3 separate regions of the Sus scrofa genome follow, and all the other regions are linked to region 2. Evidence: chromatin contacts called from public Hi-C and HiChIP or PLAC-seq data. All regions are on one chromosome and are shown on one strand. The core of a region is the stretch at or near the end of the contact, and the rest is flanking DNA. Distances in the headings are between cores, read along the strand shown.

Region 1 (5,151 bases), core at 441-2,940, 360 kb before region 2:
CAGTTATGTGAACACTGAGGAATCATCATTGCAATGTTGAAATATTCAAAGCAAATTCCACACCGCAGCAAATCATCTACTGGCTGAAATGCAAAAATACGTATATGCCTATCAGAAAGCCACCAAGATTGGAACATCTGCCATAGATCTTTCTCCATCCCCTAAAAAAAAAAACTAATAATATTTCTTCATGCTAATAATAAAGATTTATTAATTTAATGCTTACCACATGCTAGATACCTTCAATCAACTAGCAAGTCATTTTTGAGCACCATTGTGTTTAGGCACAGTGAATAAGCCAGACAGCATCCCAATTCACACACATTTAATCAGCCTTATAAACTATTTATTTCTATTTCCAGTTTATAGATGAGGCAACTGAGGCTCAGAGAGGTTAGGTAACTGAATCAGGGTCACAGTTAAATATGAAGCAGAGAGCAAATTTAATCCAGAACCACTGGAACTCAAATCTGTGTTCTTCTCCACTGCACCACTGCGTCTTGGTGCCAAAGCCACCACAACTTTAAAACCACAGCTTTCCTAGATCCTTCCATGATGTCAGCTTTTCACCATAGGGCTATCTCAAGTCCCCAAGCAATAGAGATGACACTGGTGGCAGCAGGTAGAACATGGCCTTATACCTCCTTTAACCTCCCCCACGTTCCTTCACTTAATCCCTAGAGTCAGCCTTATGAGTCAGTGGAACAGACACCACAATCCTCAAATTTACCAAACTAAGGAACAGAAGAAGGTGATCCTGCTCACAATCGCAAAGAGAAACACAGAACAAGGAGAAAAACCAAGCAACTGATTGTAGCTAGCACAGCATAGTGTATTTGCTCTTAACCAAACATAGGAGAATCCAGAACTCACCACTATGGTAAATGGAAACTGGAATGCCTCGCCAAAAACAAAGTAGCCGCAAAAATCAGTGTTCTTTCAGTAAAATACTGCAATGAGATCAAAGGCTAGTGCTGGGCCCCAGTCCTGATTTCTTTGTTTAAAAGAGAGAGATGCACAACTATTAGGAGTCAGGACACATCAGAGAGGAATTAAGACAAATTAGCACTAGGCTTCTTGAAGGTAACTGGAAGAAATTAAAGAGAAATGTAAAGGAGACTACCTGCCTTGCTAAGCGATCAAGAGTTATCTGATGCAGGATTCACCCCAAATCACATACGGTGTCAGATTCTCAACTAAAGAACTGGGAGAGTTTACATAATGCATGGCACGTAGTAAGCCCTAAGAATTAGGTGTCACTGTTGTTTCCATTGTTTGGAGTAACTGCTTCCCTCCAGTTCTCTGTTACTGTTGTGGCTGACTCGGAGAATGATCGGTTCCATACGAAGGCCAACCTTGGATCACCATAATGGACCAAGGCTTATCCCCGGCACCTCCCAGGGGAGGAAACTGAAGTCCAAAGCCAAGCGGTTGGCAAGTGGCAGCGAAGAGCCAGGTACCCTGGCCCAGCTCGCCACTGGCGCCTCATCCTTTCTCCTCCTTAAGCCGGGGCTGGCCTCCTGCGGACGCCGGGCGCCCCCAACCCCCCCGAAACACTCACCTTCATGACTGCCAGCCCCGGAGGCCACCGTTGTTCGACCAAGGAGTCCATGGTCTCCCCTAAAAAAGCGGGGGGTATCCGCTACCCACTGGTCTCCAGTGCCCCACTGCCACTCGAAATTCCCCGCGCTACTGAGGTACGTCAGCATTTCGCGACGCGCCTGACACGCGAGCGGTGCCTGTTGGGAGTTGTAGTACGTGGGCGGAGCGCAGCCAAAGGTGCTCTCATTGCGCACGCGCGGGGTTTCCTCTTCGCCTCTCCACGACATCCGGTTTTGTACAGACACTTAATAAATAAATGCCTGTTGAATGTTGGGAAAAGATAGCCTGGCATCAAACGAAATCCAGGCCTTGCTAAACATTTCAAAGTCTAGGCTCACGCCCCCTCTTTCCAGTCACCTTCTCTGATTGCTATGACGATCTGTCCCTGCTGTGAGCCAGGGTTTTCAAATCCATTATTTCATCTCACCGCATCACAATACTAAGAGGTAAACATTATCGTTAGCTTTCACAAAAGTTCGCTTTGGCCCCCAAAAGTGAATAGTTTCCTTGAGTCACACGGTGTCTTTGACCAGACTACAAATAGGGCCTCTGGACTTTAAATAAGAGCTCTTTCATCAACTAGGATGGTTAACTATCTTAACTTTGGAGTGTAGCCTTCCAGGTAGTTCCTGTGCAGATACATAATTACAGTTTTTTTCCACGAATATTATTGTGGTAAATCATACTTTTGTCAATTTGAATTTTTCGGTTAACTTAGATTCCTCCTGAAACGGCTCCGTTTTATGGATTTATCTCATTCTTTTTAATAGCTACATTGTCCATCATACAGATTACTGAAATTTATGTATCCACTCCCATACTGAGGACACTTTACATTATTTCCAGTTTTTCGATATTGCAAAGAGTTGAAGTGAACATACTTACTATCTATGAAAATCTTGGCATATTTGAGCCAGAATATCTAGGGGATTTCTAGTAGATGGAATTACTAGGTTAATTTGTGTGCTGTTTTATCACTGTTATAGCTAGACTTTTCCAAAAAGGCTGTACCAGTATATTTAAACACTCACCAATCGAGTATGAGTGTCCATTACCCAAACATGAAGCACTGATCAGCACACTATCCAGTCTGTCTGTTCAACTCAGCACTGATCCCCTGCCTGATGTGGGCCTCCATCACATTAGGTTTCATGGGCAGCAAATCAGCACAGTTACATTGTTCAGGGAAGACCTCTGCGGCTTGTCACTGGCACCCCCACATAGTCCATGTACTCACTCCTTCAACAAATCTTTTTTTTTTTTTAAGTACTTACCATTGACCAGTCAGAGCTTCCCTGTAAAGTAGGCAGAAGTGAGATTGTTATTGCCATTTTACAGATGAAGACATGGAGGCTCAGAGAGGTTAATGCTTCACTCTTTCAGACTCTCTTCATAAGGAACTTCTGACCCATGAGGCAGAGATGTTTTCAATTGATTTTTCCTAACCTGTGCCCAAATCTCATTGGACAATAATAATATTAACGGCATTTGGACACAGAACTTTAACATCCATTACAGTAATAGCTGACACTTATTAGACCTTTGTATGCAGAGCACTGTTCTAGATTTTTTTTTCACATGTAGAATTATTTCAGACTCACTCCAACCAAATGAGAAAAGGGAAATAAACATAACTGGCTTAAGTATGGAAGTGGAACTAGTTAAGTGCAGGAGGAAGGATTTGACTTGGGCAATCTGGCTTAAGAATCCATTTTAACCAGAGTATTCTCATAACTACTTCATCATGAGAAATCATCTCATTTTCTAGATGTAGGAACTGAATCTCAGAGATGCAAAAGGACTCATTCAAGAACACACAGCTCGTCAGTGGCAAAGACCAGTTCTGAATCTAAAACTTTTAACTCCAAACCAGAAGGGATTATCCATTGACACTTTATCAAGGAATAACTGAGCAGAGAACGCTTCAGGGCAGAGATCTGAGGACCCCAGAATGCTGGACCTAGTGAGGCTCCAATAGGAAGGTGGGGGAATGGCAGGTTAAGGATGCAGTGGGTTTGTATCAACCAATCAGAAAAGGGCATGCAAATGAATTCCAGGCTGCCTTGGATGTGTAGCCTGGTTCTGGATGCAGGCAGAATGCGGTAGGCTTAGGAAGACAAAGGAAATGAGACCAAGACCAGATCCCAGGCCTGAGCACACACACAGTAATCATTCTTTTATGGTACTAGTTGGTAACAAGTTTGAAGGTGGTAAAGCGCCAGAGAGGTAAGAGAAGGAAAAGGAGATGAGGAAAGAGAAAAGTAATGGGGAAGGAAGAGAAGCGAGAAAAGACGGGGAAAGAAATGCTCACTTCCTATCCAGCTATGAAGACAGGCTTGGAAGCAGGCATCACTTGTTGGACCTGGGGCCCAAATTCATGGCCCATTTCTGGAGAGCCTCCAGGGTAGTACCCTGTGCTATTGTTCTCTGAGTTCCTGCCACCCAGTGCTTGGTGAGGCTGAATGAATGAGTAAATTACTGGAGTAAGCACACATTCCCATAAATCTTCTCCTTCCAGGCTGAGCAGTTCCTTTCCTGCCCTCTTCAAAAGCACCCAAGCAAGGACACCTCTGGGCCCAGGAAGGAAAGTCCACACAAGAGCACAAGCAGGCTCTGAAAGCCACTCAGGACAAGGCATCTGTCTTGCCCTCTCCAAGATATTTATCCACCCCCGGGAGCCAATCTCCCCTAACAAGCTGCTATTCCCACAGACAGTCTCCCTCTGTTAAATCAATACAGAGATTGTACTTCCTTATTCAGGAATAAAAACAAAATGTTCTGTACGAAAAAAGCAAGCCAGTGCTCAGTAGCATCTCCTGTTGCACTGGTACAGAGTGAGGATCTGAGATAGAGCTGCCAGATAAAATACAGGATGCCCAGTAAATCTGAATTTCAGATGAACAGTGAACAATTTTTTAAGGAAATCCTAAATACTGCATATGACCTACTTACACAAAAAAAATTTGTCACTGTTTACCTGAAATTCAAATTTAACTGAGCATCTTGTAGTTTTATTTGCCAAATCTGACAACCTTAATCAGAGAAACATTCTCCAACTGAGTGTGGGGCCTGGTCTGGCTGAACCTTGAGGGCCCCAGGCCCTGAATTCCTTTCCAGGATCTCTCTTCATCACACTCCTCTCCATCCTCCATTCTTCCTCCAGGACCCATCTTCATTCTAGTCACAGGAAGGGGATATTGAAGGAGCTCAGTCTTAATGTTTCTTTCTTCCCTTCCTCCCTCCATTCTAACAAATGTTTATTGAGCCAATCCGACCTGTGCCAGGGGCGAGACTATAGAGATGAACCAAAGTTGTGGCACCTGGTCTCAAGGAGCTGACACCCTGGGAAGTGGTGTGGAAACAAGAGAATGTCCTAGAGAGTGGGGGAGAGGCTGTCAATTGGATGATCTAGGCAGTCCTTTCTGAGAAGGTGATATTTGTGCTTGGGACCCAACTGATAAGACAGAGGCAGGCATGCGAAGACCTGGGGGTGCAGAAGTCCAGGCCTTGAGAAAGAGTTTGGGTTTTATTTTACTTTATTATTTGCTT
Region 2 (5,047 bases), core at 726-3,225:
ACGCCAGAGCCATAGCAATGCGGGATCCGAGCCGAGTCTGCAACCTACACCACAGCTCATGGCAATGCTGGATCCTTAACCCACTGAGCAAGGCCAGGGATCGAACCTGCAACCTCATGGTTCCTAGTCGGATTTGTTAACCGCTGTGCCACGATGGGAACTCCCACTGTATTTATTTTTAAGGGCACCATCTATTTTAATTATATGCCTGGTAACATGTTAATCTCACTTAAATCTTACAAAAGCTCTTATCATTTTGCATATGAGGAAACTGCAAGATGAGTTACCAATGAGACCAAAAGTTTCCTTTGAGGTAAAATTTACCAATTTAAATATCTTAAACTGTACCACTCAGTGTTTCATAGTATAGTCACAATGTGGTACAACCATCACTACCATCGAATTCCAGGACATTCTCAACACTCCAAAAAATAAACCCCATCCATACCCTTTGGCTATCATCCCCCCACCTCATTCCCCCAGCTCTGAACCACAAATCTGTCTCTATATAATTTGCCCATTATAGACATTTCATACAAAAGGAATCACATATGTGGTCTTTATGGACTTTTTTTCACTTTGCAAGTTTTCAAGACTCGTCCATGTTGTAGCATGCTTCAGTACTTCACTTTTTTAATGACCAAATAATACTGTATTGTATGATTGTGTGGTGGATATACCACTTTTGTTTATCTATTCATCAGCTAAGGACATTAGGATTATTTCCAATGCTCAATGCTGCTGGGCACATTCATGTCTAAGTTTTTGTTTGAACATCTGCTTTCAGTTCTCTTGGGTATACCTACCAGGAGAAATGCTGAGTCATATGACAATACTATTTTTTTTTTTTTTTTTTTTGTCTTTTTGCTATTTCTTTGGGCCACTCCCGCGGCATATGGAGCTTCCCAGGCTAGGGGTCGAATCGGAGCTGTAGCCCCCAGCCTATGCCAGAGCCACAGCAACACAGGATCCAAGCCGCGTCTGCAACCTACACCACAGCTCAGGGCAACGCCGGATCGTTAACCCACTGAGCAAGGGCAGGGACCAAACCCGAAACCTCATGGTTCCTAGTCGGATTCGTTAACCACTGCGCCACGACGGGAACTCCTTTTTTTTTTTTTTTTTTTTTTTTCTCGACAATACTCTTTAACTTTTTTGAGGGAAGTACAAACTGTTCTCCAAAGTGGCTGTACCATTTTTCATTCCCACCGGCAATGCCTAAGTGCTCCAATCCACCACATTCTTACTGAAACTTGGAACTGCCTATTTTGAAAAAAACTTTTAGGAGTTCCTGTTGTGGCTTAGCAGAAACAAATCTGACTAGTATCCATGAGGAGATGGGTTCAATCCCTGGCCTCACTCAGTGGGTTAAGGACCCAGCATTGCCATGAATTGTGGTGTAGGTGGCAGGTGAGGCTCAGATCTGGCATTGCTGTGACTGTGGTGTAGACCAGGGACTACAGCTCTGATTTGAACCCTAGCCTGGGAACCTCCATGCACCACAGGTATGGCCCTAAAAAGACCACAAAAAAAAGAAAGAAAAGAAAAAAACTTTTAACCAAATAGGTATTTTACCGTAGCTTTACTTTGCATTTTCCTAATTACTAGTGATATTGATCATCGTTCCACGTGATTATTTACCATATGTGTATCATCTTTAGAGAAATATTCAAGCCTCTGCCCATTTTTAAACTGGGTTATCTTTACATTGTTGAACTGTAAAAATGCCCTTCTAAAATCATTTAAGTTGAAGATATGTATGACGAAATAAAATTTATATTTTAAGGCAGGACAAGGAAAAAATTAAAGGCAAAATTCTGTTTGGCCTCCTCCCTCGCTCATGTGCTTTACACATTAACCAGAGCTACTCAAAGATGGAAGTGCCTGCTTACAGCAAAGATCAATTTTTTTTTTCTTCTAACCCCAGCAATGTAACTTCTTAAAAGAATAGTGTACTTTCTCATCTCTGAAAGAGGTTATGGTGACTTGTTGCTTACCTGGACTATGTATCCTTGGTGAACTTTATAAAAAATATCAGTATGTCATTTTGATGTATGATTCCTTGTCTAAAAAATATATATGACAAGACTCCCCCCACCCCATCGTGACTGAGTGGTTAAAGATCCCGACTAGTATCCACGAAGACTCAGGTTCAATTTCCGGCCTCGCTCTGTGGGTTAAGGATCCGATGCTGCCATAAACTGTGGTGCAGGTTGAGGACTCAACTTGCATCTGGCGTTGCTGTGGCTGTGGTGTAGGCCGGCAGCTGTAGCTCCAATTCCATCCCCAGCCTGGGAACTTCCATATGCCGGTGGGTACGGCCCCAAAAAAGACAAACAAAAACAAGACAAAAAACGTATATGGCTATGCCTTCCGAGGCAAAACGATTCTCAGGGTTTTCAGAGAAATCTCCTTCCAGGGTTATAATCCTCAGTTTGGCTTAAATAAAATTCTCTTTTAAAATTCTTGGCAGTTAACCTTCCTCAAGTATTTAAAGAAAAATACTAAGTAAACAATAGTAACATACGTTAGGTAACATGTTACTTTGGGGGCAAAACATTTAGCCTCTGTGAGACTCAGGTTCGCCGGCTTTAAAACAGAGTGGCCCCTGCTTGAAAGTTGCTGGAACAAATGAATTTACGTGTGTGAAGCGCTTACTCGGAACCAGCGGGATAAACACTAACATCGACCACTACCACAACTGACGACGAGGCCAACGGCGTTCCAGATTCTGCCTGCAGGGAGTCCTGCCCGCAACTGCAGGAGCGGACCACCACCTACCGAAGTCCACCCTGCAAACAAACGCTCTTCCTCCCGACGTGCACCAGAGCCCGCCCCCAGGTTGGTGCCGCTATGGCCGTGCCACTCGACTTCCGTTTCCGGGGCGCCGAGGCAGTTTCCGGCGGCGTGACCTGAGCGCGTCGGGCAGCGTGGTCCCGGAGCCGGAAGGGTCAGCGCAGGCGGCTGGTAAACGGGCGGTGGGTGGGAGTGGCCGGGTAGGGTACCAATGACCCTTGGGAGGGAGAGTCAACCGTCCTCTTGAGACCCTGGCTGTCGACGGGTGCACTTCAGCCCGATCCACGGCGGAGCCCTTCTCACTCCCTTTTACTGGGTTTCATCAGCTCCCCGGGTTTCCTGTGATTTGGGCCCTGGGGGTGGGTGTCGGGAAACGTGGGTTTCATTCCAGCCGGCGCTACTGGTTAGCTCTCTGATCTTGGTAGGTCTTTCCGTGAGCTTCATCTGCCTTATTTGGAAGATAGAAGTCGTATCACTGATTGTGCGCTCCTTAATGGCGGGGACTGAATGTTATTTGTGTTAGACACCGTGTCCTGTCCCAGATTCAGAACAAGGACAGTGTAGGTACTCTGCGCCTACTTAAGTTGTTTTGATTCACAAAATCTTTGAACATCTGTTGAGAGCTTTTGATCTCCACTCCCAGCTTTCTAGACCCTTATACTCCACCTCGTCCCTTATCCTACCAAATGCTCAGGTAAAGGAAATTTGGCTTACTGTTCACATCTCTCTTGATGCCCATCTTTGGATCCCAGGGTCTGGACTCTTCTAGACATTCAAATATTTGTTGTAACTAGATAGTAGGTATTCTTTTTTGATCATTTTAAAATGCATGAATAACCACTTCAAGGAGAAAAATTGACATCCTTAATCAGTATGCTCAATAGCAGTATGCTATTCCCACTTAAGTCTTTCAACAGCTGCCAGAGAGAGTCATTTTTCGGTTCTCATTTGGCAGGTGAGGAAGTTGAGGCATTGGAGAATAAACTTTTTTTAGTCATTCTTTGAATGGTGAGGGCAAGAATTCAAACCTTGGTCTGAAATCCCAAAGCCCCATGTTCCTAACTGCTTCCTGAAACAGGACTATATGCCAAAGTATTTTTTTGTTTGTTTGTTTGTTTTTTGTCTTTTTGCCTTTTCTAGGGCTGCACCTGCAGCAAAGTATTTTTGAATGTGCTCTAGCAGCTTCTGTTTTGGGATTAACTGTTTTATTTATGTGATGGCTGTTATCAGGCTAGGTGCTCCCAAACCAAACATTGATGCTGTGAAAATACTGTCTCTTTTTCTTCCATAGTATCTATATTGCTTGTTTAATAATTTTTTTTTTTTTAATCTTTTTAGGGTCGCACCTGCAGCATATGGAAGTTACCAGGCTAGGGGCTGAATCAGAGCTGCAGCTGCCTGCCTACACCACAGCCACAGCAGCACCAGATCTGAGCCGCATCTGCTACCTACATCCCAGCTCATGGCAATGCCAGATCCTTAACCCACTGAGCAAGGCCAGGGGTGGAACCTGCATCCTCACGGATACTAGTCGGATTCATTTCCACTGTGCCACAATGGGAACTCTGAAAATATTTTTAATTATAGTTGAAATAAGAGGTGATAATGTTTGGGCATGATTTCTTTATCTGTACTACTTTTGAAAGGATTATATTCAGGATCTTGGAAGCACTGCCAGTATGTCTGATGTTCAAGAGTCCACTAACCCACTCCTGGATGTGAATCTTCTTGAGAACCAGAGCTCTACACAAGTGACCGAAAGTGGCCCCAAAAGTGAGTCCGAGCATCTCCGAGTCACTATTGGAGCCACTGTGCCTACTGGTTTTGAGCAAACAGCTGCAGATGAAGTGAGAGAGAAATTGGGATCATCATGCAAAATCAGCAAAGACCGGGGCAAGATATATTTTGACATTTCAGTGGAAAGTCTGGCTCAGGTTTGAATGAAGCAATATTTAAAATAATTTTCTAAATAGATCATTTTATGGTTGCTTTCTAGTTTTGCTTTGCTCTGCTCTGCCCCAAATCAGGTGTTTTTAAAGTATTACTATGTTTGCCATTGGGTACTGATTTGTGAGTTTGATTAGTAGGTTTGCTCTCTTTTGTAGAAATGATCCTAATATTTCCTGAGGATGAATTTACCACAAAGAATCTTCTGTGACTTGTGAAGAAATTCTTAGTATCTGCTACACATCTTGGAATTTACTTCAGCATCTAGCTGAAGCTTAGACCTCAGTGGTGCAGCATAAAAGCT
Region 3 (4,450 bases), core at 1,312-3,811, 360 kb after region 2:
ACTCTGTCTCTTCAACAAGATTATAAGCTGTTAGAGACACAGAGGTTCATTTTAAACATCTCTGTTCCCCCGCATCTGGCATAGCACCTGGCATACAGGGCTCAGAGAATGCTTATGCCATAAATAGAAATCATCAGAAGTATACCAATAAATAACATTTGACATGCTTACTTAGTATCAGGTGTTGTGCTGAGCCTTTGTGAAAAGTCTTCAAATCCTCACAAAAGCTCTGAGGGAGGTCCTATTATCCAGCCCACTTTGCAGATGGAGAACTGATCCTCAGAACTAGGAGGTAACTTGTGCAAAGTCACATAGCTGGCAAACAGCAACGCTGGCAAGTGCTTGGGCCAGGATGCAAATCCAGGCCTCCTCATTCCAGTTACCTCAGTACTCCTAACCACAACAGCACATCAGTTGGTACTTGTGTGCCCTCCTCCTCCCTTCATTCATTCTTTTTAGGGCCACACCTGTGGCATATAGAGGTTCCCAGGCTAGAGGTTGAATCAGAGCTGCAGCTGCTGGCTTATGACACAACTACGGCAATGCCAGAACCAGACTACGTTTGTGACCTACATTACAGCCCATGGCAATGTCAGATCCTTCACCCACTGAGCGAGGCCAGGGATTGAACCCAAATCTTCATGGATACTACATGGGTTCATTACCACTGAGCCTCAATGGTAACTCCCTCCTCCTCTCTTTAGTTGGCAAGCTCCCTCAAGGCCCAAATTGTCCTCACTACCTCTCTAATGATGAGCACAGGATCCAGAACATTGTGGGGAGTGGGGGTCAATAGATGCTTAGTGGATTAGAAATCCTGAAATTTATGAGGATCATGCACATTCCTACTTTGATTTTTTTTTTTTAGGGCCACACCTGTAGCATATGGAGGTTCCCATGCTAGGGGTCAAATCGGAGCTGTAGCCTCTGGCCTATGCCACAGCCATGCCAGATCTGAGCCTCGTCTGCAACCTACACCATAGCTCATGGCAACACCGGATCTTTAACCCACTGAGCGAGGTCAGGGATTGAACCTGCGTCCTCACAGATGCTAGTCAGCTTCGTTTCCACTTAGCCACGACAGAACTCCTCCTGCATACTTTACACGTCACATAAGCCCAGTTTGGGTTTCTCTTCCCCCCACTATGCTCCCATACCTCAGGCCTCAGCAGAGAGGGCTAGCTACCTCAGTGACCCATGCCACAACCTGTCACAGTCCATCCCTGGTGTCCCTCTGTGGGGTATCACCTGGGTTTCAGCCTCGAGCACCCGCAGGCGTCGGCTGGCAGAGGAAAGCAAGGTCTCAAGCTCCAGCTGCAGAGTGTCCAGCTCCTCAATACCGATGCCATCATCCTCAGAGCGGGCCAACACTGCTGTGTAGCGGGGACAGACTTTCAGGTGGTCCACAGACTTGAAGTCATGGAACTGCAAGGGGCAGTCCTTCAGCTCACTCATGGCCCAGGATAGGGGACCCTGTGGAGCTGGAGAGAACGGACCACTGATGGGGGGACAAGTGGCACAAGAAAAGACCAAGAGCTCCTTCTATTCAGACAGCCTCAAGAAGAAAGCCAGGCTTCAGTATCCTACTAAGGCTGAAGTCACAGTTCCTATTTGTAAAGCACCTACTGTGCACCAAGCTAGATGCAGACATTTTACTGGCTTCTCATTAAATTCCTCACATAACCCCGTGACTCATGGTGATCTCCATTTTACGGATGAGAAAACTGAGACTGTTAGAGTGGGTACATGTTCATGCTTATCAACACGCAATCTGAATTCAGGTAGTTTTAAGTCTGTGCCTCTAACCACAGTTATACTGTGCCTGTCCTTCTGATGCTCTTCCCTTCAGCTCCACTCTTCCAGAGTTCTGCTAAACTCCAGAATTCCAAGTATTCCATACTTACGTTAACGTTCTTTGTGCCTCCCAGCCTCTCCTAGTTTCACCCTCCCCACCTTTTCCCTATTTGCCCCAGATAGTAAGGAATGTGAACTGCTAAACTAGATACATCAGGATTCAAGCTCTGGCTTGACCAGCCTCTATTTATATAGCCCTGAACATGTTAATTATCTCTCGAGTCTCAGTTTTTCTATCCGTAAAATGGGACAAAAGACACCTGAGCTTGTTTCCCCATAAGAAGTTTGAATCTATAAAACGGGGATAGTAATAGTACCTACCTCCCTGGGATGATCTGAGGATTAAAAGATGATGCCCGTCAAGAGCCCAGTTCAGTGCCTGGCACAGAAAAAGTGGGACTGGTTAATGACTGGCCCCACCCATGGATAGCCCCAGTGTCCCGCCTTCTGGGTCCCAGACCTTTACCGCGGACACCCTACCGCGGCCCCCGCCCCCTCTACCTCCTCCTAGCCGCCTCCTACTGCCCCCGGGCCGCGGGTGGGGGCGGGGAGTTCCGGTCGGTGAGAGCTACCGCCCCGGAACTGACTAGGGGCTGGCCCCCAGCAGTGCACGCGGGGGCGGAAAGACGCGAGGACCAGCCCCTGGGTCTTTCGAGGGTGGGAGTTTGCCGGCAGCGAGTGAGCCCGCTGCTAGTGGGGTGGAGAGAATAAGCCTCGGGCGTACCCTCGGGAACAGCCCGGCGCCTGGGGGCGGGGCTCGGCGGCCGGGTTCTCCGCTTGGCAGTTAGTCCCGCTGAGCCCCGAGGGCTGCAGGTAGGAGGGGCCCGGAGAAAGGATGGGGGCACAGAACCGGAAGGATCGAAGAGCTCCCCCGGCTCGCCTTGTCCTAATATGGTGCCCAACCTGAGGCTGGGCTGCACCACTGCATGGCTGTGAGGGAAGATGGCAGCAAAGACGACAAGAAGGCCAAAGTCACAAGCGAGAGCCTCACCGATGACGGGAGAAGCTTGAGTAGTGATTTCAAACTTCAGGAATCTAAAACTACCACGGCAGTCCTAGCGGGAAAACTTCCGAAGTGCCAAGTGTTTTTAGCTTCTCCCTCCCCCGCTCGGGACATAGATGGTACAGTCCGGACGTCCGGGCGGAGACTGCGGCTGCGCTTCTCGCGAAAGGGCAGGCGTCGCGGGGCTGGCCACTTCCGTACTTCCGCTTTCCGGCCCAGCCAGCGCCCGCGATGGTGAGAGAGAGCCGGGACCCGGGCCAGGGACCCCCACTGTTCTGTCCTCAGGCTCTGGGTTTGGGGGAGATGCGGCTTTGCAGCGGAGAGGCGCTGAGCCGTGGGGTGCTGGGGGTGCGGGGGCACCATGAGGTTGGGAGGAGGGAGGGGCGGGGGCCGAAGTGAGAAAGGAGCGAGCGGGGGACGCCCTCCTAAGAAGCAGGCCTTTCGGCTTCATAGTCTGGGTTTTGAAGCAGGTGGGAGATACTGAATCAGAGAGGAAGCTGGGAGTGGGTGCTCCTAGGTATGGTAGCACGTCGGAGGCACGTAGTAGGCCCCGTAGCCCTTAGTAGGGCCGCTGAGGCTTGTAATAGGGCCACCTCCCCAACCAGTGCAGACCTTCACTAAATATGCACCCCCCTCTTGCCCTCTTGACCCCATGGTTCTCTGAGGGAGAGCGTTCTCTGTGGAACTTCCTTATCCCAGTCTTCATGTTGCCCCAGCTGTGCTTCTACCTCCCAGACCGCTTCCTGGTCGGAACTCAACCGTATCAGTCTTACTATAGAATGTAAGCTCTGATACTGCTGATTCCTTCCTCCTTGGAAATCCTCTCATTTGATAACTGGCTGTTCATAGCAATTTAGACTCACTAGCTTCCTCTTTACACTCTCCCTGGTGGTGCTACCTATTTAACATACAGGTCTTCATGACCGTCTGCATTCTGGTAACTCCTAAATCTGCTGGTCTAGCCCTCTTTCATGGTTCACCTGGAAGTGTTGAAGACACCTTGAAATTAGACTTCCAGGCCGTAACTCCTCTTTCCCTAAACTTGCTTGTCCTCTTGTGTTTGTCTTCTGGCTTTGTGTTTTCATAACCTCAGTTAGAAACCTGGGATATTCTAATTGAAGCCATGCCTTTTGCTTTTCTTAAACATCAGATTTGTTGAGGTATTACACCAGAATGCGTCATCGTGAAAGGGCAGGTGTCATAGGGCTGGCTACATAAAATTTATCCTTTTTAGGTTTGCCTTCTATGAATTTTTTTTTTTTTTTTTTCTTTTTAGGGCCACATCCACTGCATATGGAGGTTCCCAGGCTAGGGGTTGACTTGGAGCTGTAGCTGCCAGCCTGTGCCACAGCCACAGCCATGCTTGATCCAAGCCACATCTGTAACCTACACCACAGCTTATGGCACTGCCGGATCCTTAACCCACTGATTGAGGCCAAGGGTTGAACCTGTGTCCTCGTGGATGCTAGTCAGGTTAGTTAACCTTGGAGCCACGACCCAGAACTCCTGCCCTCAATGAATTTTGACAGATAAAGTCTTGCTTGTCCTCCATTGCCCCAGGCCAAGCTGTCATCAGCCTCCTCGAATAACCCT

Evidence for each region. Hi-C and Micro-C count contacts between places; a contact is called where the count stands out from the background. HiChIP or PLAC-seq counts read pairs in DNA pulled down with a chosen protein or histone mark.
Region 1: a Hi-C map of skeletal muscle shows a contact between it and region 2, with 5 times the contacts expected there. The contact joins the promoter of RAD18 here to the promoter of THUMPD3 in region 2. A contact is called at or near these places in 2 of 47 Hi-C or Micro-C datasets (embryonic fibroblasts and skeletal muscle) and 1 of 2 datasets of contacts at active chromatin or transcription factors (alveolar macrophages).
Region 3: a contact with region 2 is called in an H3K27ac HiChIP or PLAC-seq map of alveolar macrophages. The contact joins the promoter of TADA3 here to the promoter of THUMPD3 in region 2. A contact is called at or near these places in 1 of 5 promoter capture datasets (liver) and 1 of 2 datasets of contacts at active chromatin or transcription factors (alveolar macrophages).

Annotation. Positions count from the first base shown.
Region 1 is chr13:65,357,452-65,362,602 of Sscrofa11.1, forward strand. It overlaps RAD18 (RAD18, E3 ubiquitin protein ligase), which reads right to left and starts at 1,691. Exons shown (of 14, transcript NM_001142833.1): 1 at 1,562-1,691; 2 at 2-83. The coding sequence starts at 1,612.
Region 2 is chr13:65,718,581-65,723,627 of Sscrofa11.1, forward strand. It overlaps THUMPD3 (THUMP domain-containing protein 3), which reads left to right and starts at 1,976. Exons shown (of 11, transcript XR_002338099.1): 1 at 1,976-2,967; 2 at 4,443-4,730. The region is part of intron 1 of SRGAP3 (SLIT-ROBO Rho GTPase-activating protein 3); the gene reads right to left.
Region 3 is chr13:66,077,411-66,081,860 of Sscrofa11.1, forward strand. TADA3 (transcriptional adaptor 3) reads right to left here and starts at 2,562. Exons shown (of 10, transcript NM_001206536.1): 1 at 2,356-2,562; 2 at 2,176-2,233; 3 at 1,249-1,481. The coding sequence starts at 1,455. It overlaps ARPC4 (actin related protein 2/3 complex subunit 4), which reads left to right. Exons shown (of 7, transcript NM_001206535.1): 2 at 3,027-3,091. The coding sequence starts at 3,089.